Linked DNA regions of Sus scrofa: region 1 is linked to region 2. The links are chromatin contacts, called in public Hi-C maps. All regions are on one chromosome and are shown on one strand. Each heading gives the region's core, a stretch centred on a gene start, on an enhancer-like site or on the middle of the called end of the contact. The rest is flanking DNA. Distances are from core to core; before and after follow the strand shown. Region 1 holds the start of RPS6 (40S ribosomal protein S6). Region 2 overlaps ACER2 (alkaline ceramidase 2).

Region 1 (4,088 bases), core at 567-3,066, 51 kb after region 2:
ATTCAAATACATGAAAAGACCTCTTATGCACTGCTAGTGGGATTATGAAACGGTACAACTTCTATGGAAAAAAGAGCGGATGTTCCTTAAAAAAATAAAAATAGAACTACCATATGATCCAGCAATCCAACTTCTGGGTATATATTCAAAATAACTGAAAGCAAGGTCTCGAAGAGATATATGCACACTTAACGTTAATACCAGCAGTATTCACAAAAGCCGAGAGGTAGGAAAAACCCAAATGTTCATTGACAGATGAGTTGATAAAATCTGAGAGATGGGATGTAATCTTGGAAAGAAAATATTTTTATTTTGAATGCAAGAGGTCTTTTAAGAAAAATATACCCCTAGCCTGGGAAATTCCATATGCCGCGGGAGTGGCCCAAGAAATGGCAAAAAGACCCCCCCCCCAAAAAAAAAAAACAACAGTGGTTAACGAATCCGACTAGGAACCATGAGGTTGCGGGTTCGATCCCTGCCCTTGCTCAGTGGGTTAACGATCTGGCGCTGCCATGAGCTGTGGTGTAGGTCGCAGACGCGGCTCGGATCCAGCATTGCTGTGGCCCTGGTGTAGGCCAGCGGCTTCAGCTCCGATTAGACCCCTAGCCTGGGAACTTCCATATGCCGCGGGAGCGGCCCAAGAAATGGCAAAAAGACCAAAAAAAAAAAAAAAAAAAAAGAAAAATATGAAGTAAATATGTAATAGATAATAAATGTTCCTTCAGGGTACTGTTAGATAGACGTTAGATCTGGGTTCTCATTCTCCCAGGAATGTTCTGGAGGACTATCAAATGCACTGTGTCTTTCCCACATCTGTCTTCTATTAAGAGTTGTATCATTACTGATTCAAGATTTACTCTAATACACTTATTCTCCCTCTGCTGGTCGGCTCCATACTATCACACTCTGCTAGACTAATGCATATCACAGCTAGGGTTATGATCATTTAACACATATTTACTGAGCCTTACTTATTATATGCCATGCACTTTGGCGCCTCCTGAGTATACCACAGTGAAGGTAAGTCATGAGCCTGGGCTAATTTACCATCTAGGAGGCGAAAGAGACCATAAGCAAACCATTTATATATCATGAGTACACAGTACTGTAAAGGGAACTAGTGCTATACTAGAGAATACAATTTCTGGTTTTGAGATTAGGAAAGGCTTCTCTTAGGAAAGACATCTAATCTTAAAGACTGGTAGGGCATTAAGGAATAGCGACAGGTGAGTTTGGGACTGCGGAAATTTTCTGTGAAGTCAGGTTAAGAAATTTGAAAAGCACTGCAGCGGAAAACGGTGCATTGCTAGCAAGGGAGTGAAAGAATTTTGCGTTTTAAAAGGATCGCAGAAGCAAGACAGCAGGGAGACTTCATGCTTTATGTAGAGGCACCAGGACTTGGTAATTAAGGTTACCCGCTTGCGCGACGGGGTGGCAGAGTGCATCTGCTGTGCTAGAACGATAACTGCAGAGCGGTTAGAGGATTAGCGGATGATCGAGTGCTTAAGGAAAATACAAATGGCAGCGTTCAAAGCGTCTTGTTCTAAACAGCCGGCACCAGGGCAGGGAACACTCCTAAAGAGGAAATCTTCCGAAGGAGGCTGAGGTCCAGGAGAGCCCAGATCCTGCTCTCCTTTGGTATCATCAGAAGCAGTGCCTGGGACGGAGCAGGTCTCCCCTCCACGGGAGGAGAACACTGCAAAGTAGAGGTGATGGAGATTCTAACCTTCAGAACTAAACCCGGAAGCCTCACTAGAGCGGCCCGCGGAGTTTATCTTCCAATCGCTCTTTAGCCCCCACCCAGAAGTACCGCCCACTCACGCTCACTTCCGCTATCCCAAGCGTTCGACCATCTCGCGAGAACTGGAAGCGCCTATGTGACCTGGGCTAAGCGGAAGTTGGATCTCTTTTTCGTGGCGCCTCGGAGGCGGTCGGCCGCTTGAGGATGAAGGTAGAAACTGCTGAAGAGTGTTGGGCCAGGCTTGAAGAACGTGGGTCGAACTCCCGGACACAACGTTGCCGGAGTCTTAGCTCTTCAAAATTCTGGGTCTAGATAGAGAAGGGTCTGAGGAAGGAGAAGGATCGCTTTTCTGGTGCTGGAGCTCTTTGGGAGAGCGGATGGCGAGCGATTGCAGCTGGAGCTGTGCCGGGCTCGAGGAGCGCCATGGTGGCGTCCTGCCGCCAAGCCAGGATAGAGACGGCGCTGCTGCCCTATTGGCGGCGTGTAGGTCGGCCTCCTTGCTCTGAGAGAGCGAACGGCTGCGGAGCCGCTTTCCCCCGGGCTTCTTTTCGCTAGGCCTAAAAAATGTGTCCTGTTTTTAGTACGGTGTTACGGTGATTATGCACACACGTGCTTTAGTGAGTAAAATTGGTGAGAAACCTTTCTGCAGTTTTTGTAGGGGTGACATGAAATGCTTTTTGTATCGGTTCTGCGATTTTCATGAAGTTCCTTTCCTCTCGTTCATAATTAGTTGAACATCTCTTTCCCGGCCACTGGCTGCCAAAAACTCATTGAAGTGGACGATGAGCGAAAACTTCGTACATTTTATGAGAAACGCATGGCCACAGAAGTTGCTGCTGACGCTCTGGGTGAAGAATGGAAGGTAAAAGTTAACTGCTGAATTGAATTGTTAGAGCTATTTAAGAGAAAGAATGGTAATTGGTAAACGCAGTAGGGTTCTGTCTTCTGATCTTGAGATGGTTCCAAATGTCACTTTTACAAGGTGGAGCTGTCATTTGGAGGGGTTACGTAGGTCAAATTAAAAAATACAGTTCTTGCTCTACGAACTAATGTTCTCCAAAGGGTATCCTCGAAAGTGCCAAGAAGGGTTGTTTCCTGATTTATTGCTCTTTGGTACTTTGTTTTTTTTAACATCTTTTGTCCCCAGGAGCTGTTCTGGTAAAGCACAGGTTAAAAATACGACCTGATTGAAAGGAATTTGTTAACTGAACTTGGCAAATTGGAAGTATAGCCAAAATTTAGTGACCAGAGCAAAAGATTAAGTTTGAAATTGGTGTTAATGAACTGTACTTGTAAAATTGAAGGTGTACTTCAAAGAAGCCACAATCCTTTGTCCTGTAATGTGTTGCTGTATTCTTTTGCAGGGTTATGTGGTCCGAATCAGTGGTGGGAACGACAAACAAGGATTCCCCATGAAGCAGGGTGTCTTGACCCATGGCCGAGTCCGCCTGCTACTGAGTAAGGGGCATTCCTGTTACAGACCAAGGAGGACTGGAGAAAGAAAGCGCAAATCAGTTCGGGGTTGCATTGTGGATGCCAATCTAAGTGTTCTCAATTTGGTCATCGTAAAAAAAGGTGAGACTTGTTCTTGAGATAATTTTCATTGACACTAATTTAAAGCTGATTGTCCGATTTTTTTTCATTTGTAGTATCCACAGTTTGACCAGTGGGCTTCTTTTAGCAATGCCTGAACAATCTCGGTTACTTGTTTGTAAAGGAGTTGTTGAACTAAACTTTCATCACTTTTCTCGTTAAGGGGAGAAGGATATTCCTGGACTCACCGATACCACTGTGCCTCGCCGCCTGGGGCCTAAAAGAGCTAGCAGGATCCGCAAACTTTTCAATCTCTCTAAGGAAGACGATGTCCGTCAGTATGTAGTGAGAAAGCCCCTAAACAAAGAAGGTAATGGGAGATTATGTGGTTTAGGGTTTGCTTAATTTCAGTGAGTTGTCATAGCGTTTTGTGTGATTGTTAGAAAATAAAAATCTGTACCTACTCTTGACCTAGAATCTGAGCTTTAGGAAAATAGGGAGAAAGACAGGATACGCAGTTGGTATTACTCCTTTTATCTCCTGCCCTCTATAGAGTGTTAGAATATTTCTTGGAAATTGCCCTTGAGTCATTGATGTATAAGTTTGTTCAAAGATACTTTTATCAGACATTTTAAAGTTCATTGTTTTGGGGTTAGGAGTTGAAAGAATGGTAGAAATTTCTTGGAGCATGGTTGATGTGCTCTTGCTCCACACTTTGGTTTTCTTTGCATGTCAGTGGTTCTTTTTTTTTTTTTTTTATAAAAAATACATGGCTCATGACTTACATCAGTTGAAGTTGCTTTAGTTAACTTTT
Region 2 (4,483 bases), core at 1,118-3,617:
GCTGTGTGTGCAGCCCTAAAAAGCAAAAAAAAAAAAAAAATTCTCTTTATAACTGGGACATAAAGTGTTCAATTTTAAGGAAAAAAAACCCTCAGAATGTATATCAAATTTAAAAACAAGTTTAAACCAAGTCTACTCTTTGAATTTTACTTAAGTTCCTGTGTGATCAGGAATCTTGGATCAATTTAAAACATACCATATCTTGAACAAGGTCCTATTTACACAGGTGGATATATTTATCAAAACTTGTCAAAAGGAGTTCCCATTGTGCCACAGCAGAAATGAATCCAACTAGGAACCGTGAGATGGCAGGTTCAATAGCTGGCCTCACTCAGTGGGTAAGGATCTGTGAGCTGTGATTTAGGAAGCAGATGCGGCTCAGATCCCGTGTTGCAGTGGCTCTGGTGTAGGCCAGAGGCTACAGCTCCAATTGGACCCCTAGCCTAGGAACCTCCATATGCCACGGGTGCAACTCTGAAAAGACAAAAAGATTTAAAAAAAAAAATTGTCAAAGTATAGGCTTAAAATCCGCGCATTTTATTGTCTGTAAATTATAACCCAAATGTATAAAGTGAGTATAAATTCACTAAAGTGAGTCAAGGTTGAACCTAAGACTGGAGTCCCCCATGCATACTGTTTCACTTTCTCTTGCCTTCTGCAAACAACTCGGAAAATCTATTCTTAAAGGGAGAGCAGCTTGGACCTTAGGGTAGATAATACATAAGTTCAAACATCCAGGGAAATTGAAGCAAATTCTTTCAAACCAAATAGTTTTAGGCATCTCCTGATAGAAGTCAAGCTTCTTCTGAATCTGGACCGAACAGTTTTTCCAACTCTTTACCACTAGAATTCCTCCCTGGGAGCCCTCAATTTACAGGGGATATCCAAAGACAGATGTCTCTGGTTCCTTGCTATCTGTTGCAATCAGAAGTCCTAGAGGGCAGGGAGAGACGACTCTGGGTTTGGAGCCGAAGCAGTTTCCAGGAAAAAACCAATCAATTTGGTTCTCTGACGTGAGGATTCTGCATGTAACCTTCTTCTTAACAGTGTGTATCCTGACCTTCTAAACTACTGATGCTCCAGTTCCTATTACTGAGCTCCAGGCCGGTTTTCTATAACCAGATGGGCGATTCTGAACAGGTCACTTGTCTGGGCTTCTCTCTTCACTTGTCAATTGAATGAGTGAGACGGTACCCAGGTGACCTGCTGTGAGACCCACGCCTTCACCTGCTTGGGCCCAAAAGGCACCCTTGGTTCCTATGCAGGACTTCCCTGTCCCCATGTAACATCTGTCCCAGGCTTTCTCCACCTTCCCCAACCCTGGAGACCTGGCTAGAGCTCAGGTTATGGATTTGATTTTCAAGCTCCTCTCTGCCTTAATAATGGAGCTAGAGGTAAGAGAAGGCAGGCGTGAAGCATAGACAATGAGGTCTTTTTTGTTCTGGCTAAGCCCACTCCCTGGAGTCGCTTCCACTCCAAACTTGGTGTTGCTTCTGAAATGCCTGACCATCTATCTATGGAGGGTGGGGGCGGCACCCAGGCTCTGCTCTGTTCCCTGTGCACACCTGTGCGCCCTTCAGGGAGAATGAAGCTGATAGCAAGTGTAGACCCTGCCTCGCCACCCGCCCCCCTCTGGAAGCGTGGCTCACCACACGCAGTGCAGGTAGGGGAAGTGGAAGGCAGATAGCAGCTCACAGAAGGCCCGGTCACTGATCCAGCAGAAGAGGGCCAGGGTCCACCAGAGGCCCGAGAAGAGGCCCAGCTTAAAAACACGCACGTTGTCGCACCTGCCGGGGGAGGCAGAGAACAGCCCCCATCAGTTCTGGTTTCCTCTGACCTCACTGGCCGCATCCTCTCTGCTTCTTCCCACCTCCCCAGCCCCTGGCACTGGCTGTTCCCACCCCAACACACAAGCTCGTGGATGTGAATACCGTGTGTATCGCAGTGGCTCACAAAGCCACACTCCTCACCTAGGCTCTCCCCACCTCCAGACTAACACAGCCCTTGTCACATCTTGACTCGTCCACCTGATGTCCAATGTTGATCCAAACTTGCCCACATTGAACTCCTAACCCTTCCTTCTGCCCAGAACCTGTTCTTCCCCAGCCCTCATAGGAAGAGGCCACCTCATACTTTTAGGCGCTCAGGCTAAGAATCCTGGACTCATGTACCTCACATCCAACCCATCAATTCTTCAATATATCTCCAAAATCCAACCTCTTCCCATCACCTCCACCTGTCCAAGCCAGCATCATCTCCTGCCTGCCTGTCTGGCCCTGCCCCGGTCACCTCTCAACACTGCCCCAAAGCCTCCCACAACTTCCCATGTCCCAGAGGGAAAGCCAAAGTGCTCACAGCCGCCACAAGGCCCTAACGTGCTGGCTTCTCCTCTGCCCTCCACCCCACTCCTCCATACTCTGGCCCTCACTGCCCCTATACATCAAAGCACCCCACACCTCGCTGGGAACTTAGCCATTCCTCAAAACCCCCCAGTACATTCCTCCAGGCCCTAGCATTTGCTGTTCCTGCCACCTGGAATGCTGTTCCCACATGTCCACGTGGCTTCCCTCCTCCAAGTCTTGGCTCAAATGTTACTCAGTGAGCCCTTTGCTGACCATTGTTTCTAACAATCACAGCACGTGTCCACACCCGCTAAGAAACCCTCTTTGTCACCTTCTTCCCTTCTCTAGTTTTCTCTGTAGCAATTACAGCCCCTCCACCATCCTCCATGTTTTACTTATATATTCATGGCCTGTCTTCCCCACCAGCAGAGAAGCTGCTCCCTGCTGCATCTCCAGTCCCTGGAATGGTGCCAGGATAACAGAATATTCCTGAGTGACGGCATGAGCTCTTACACTGGGACAAAATGTTTTCTGGAACAAAGCCCAACAGCTCAAAGGAAATTTCAACTGCCGTTTTCTCTCTCATTACCAAACTGCTCACAAAGTGCGTGACTTCTATTCCTAGGAGGAAATGCCCAGAGGCAGTTGGTGTCTGAGGGTCCTTCTAAAGCCTCCCTTGGGGTGTCTTTACCACCCCTCATCAGTCAAGCCTGCTCACTCTCAGTCAGTGGCCAACATAACATCTGCTCCCAAGAAGGGTCATGTTTAGTCATATGTGTTGAAGAGATAAACGGTGCCAAATGTCTGACTTGCTGGTACCTTTCCTAGCTGCCTGACAGAAACATCAGCAAAAGCATTGATGAAAACAGGATGGACAGCAGGCTCAAAAAGACCTCAGAAAAGAAACTGAAAGACCCTGTGAAGGGAAGGGCTAAATGCACCCCTGAATATTTTTTGAAAGAAATAATAGAGACCCAGAATATATATAGTGACTACTTTCCAGTTTAGAGAAGAAAACAAAAAGATGAACAATTTCCACTTTCCCCTCTGTCTTCAGCATTGCTTTACTCTGAATGGCTCACCTTCGGACCCTATTCCCCTCTCCCAGAGCCCTGTCTCCTCACTCCACCCATCTTTCTCTGCCTCTGTGGGTCTGGGGGCATTTTCTACAGCAGATTTTCTAAGACAGCCCCCAGCACCATCTAACCTCCCATCATTCCCTCCTGGTGCCCTGCTATTTTCCTTCAAAATGCTCATCACAAACTAATTGTGCATCTGTCTGTGTAATTATTTGTTCAGTATCTAGTATCCAACTAAACTGTGAGACCCACGGGAGCAGGGACTATACCTACTCTTTTACCAATGTATATCTAGTGTCTAACAACAGTGCCTGGTCCAGAAATGGGCACTATTTAAAAAAAAAAAAAAAAAAAACTTGCTGAAAGAATAGACAAAATAAGAAATAAGGAAAGAAAGGATGATTTTAATTGCAAACTAGTGACCCGAGCAGAACGTTAAAAGAAAAAAACAGTAACCATTACTGACTGGGTACCAAATTTTCAGAATCCATACTAGGCACAGTGAAAGGCAAAATAAGCAGGTCTCTGGCCCTGCCATTTTACAAGGTAACATGAAAACTGACAAAAACAAGTATCAACAAATGCATAGACCATGAGCCTGGTATAAGAGGAGCTATGCACACTCATTTTGTGGCTTCGGGGCCACACCAGCCCAGACAGCTGCAGGTGCGGTGCACATGTCAAAGAGAGGCGGGATGTCAGACAGCTGGTCACAGAGGGGATGGCACATAGAGTTGGGACAGTCAGGCAGGCAGGCAGCTAGATACACAGTGGAGGAGTAAAAGGAAGGGGACTGGGTTGGAGACAGGAGTCTGGGAGCCGTCCGCCTATGTATCGGAATTAAAGCCAGGAAGGAGGTGGGACCTTTAGTGGGGAGTAAAGAGGGAACAAGCAGAGAGGTGAGAGTCCCTGTGGGCAATTTAATGGCTTTCCCAAAGCGCTCCCAGATCTGTTAGTGTTCTGAAATGGGTCTCTTGCTTCCTCAGTCCTTGAAGGCTACTCAAAGCCAATAGGACAAGAGAGTCTTTCCACTGCCAGCCAGCAAGTTTAAATACCTCTTCA

What was found. Hi-C and Micro-C count contacts between places; a contact is called where the count stands out from the background.
Region 1: a Hi-C map of subcutaneous adipose tissue shows a contact between it and region 2, with 2.6 times the contacts expected there. The contact joins the promoter of RPS6 here to the enhancer-like site in region 2. A contact is called at or near these places in 1 of 5 promoter capture datasets (liver), 11 of 47 Hi-C or Micro-C datasets (alveolar macrophages, embryonic fibroblasts, fetal skeletal muscle and 6 more) and 1 of 2 datasets of contacts at active chromatin or transcription factors (skeletal muscle).

Annotation. Positions count from the first base shown.
Region 1 is chr1:203,442,544-203,446,631 of Sscrofa11.1, forward strand. It overlaps RPS6 (40S ribosomal protein S6), which reads left to right and starts at 1,817. Exons shown (of 6, transcript XM_003121890.4): 1 at 1,817-1,951; 2 at 2,472-2,603; 3 at 3,106-3,316; 4 at 3,498-3,644. The coding sequence starts at 1,946.
Region 2 is chr1:203,390,989-203,395,471 of Sscrofa11.1, forward strand. It overlaps ACER2 (alkaline ceramidase 2), which reads right to left. Exons shown (of 7, transcript XM_001926911.5): 5 at 1,650-1,787. Among named protein-coding and RNA genes, the nearest start is that of ACER2, 22 kb to the right of the region's middle. Within about 2 kb of position 2,368, at least 8 of the 83 cell types and tissues checked have an H3K27ac peak or open chromatin away from gene starts, as enhancers often do. A contact at or near this core is called in retroperitoneal adipose tissue, skeletal muscle and subcutaneous adipose tissue, where this site is marked.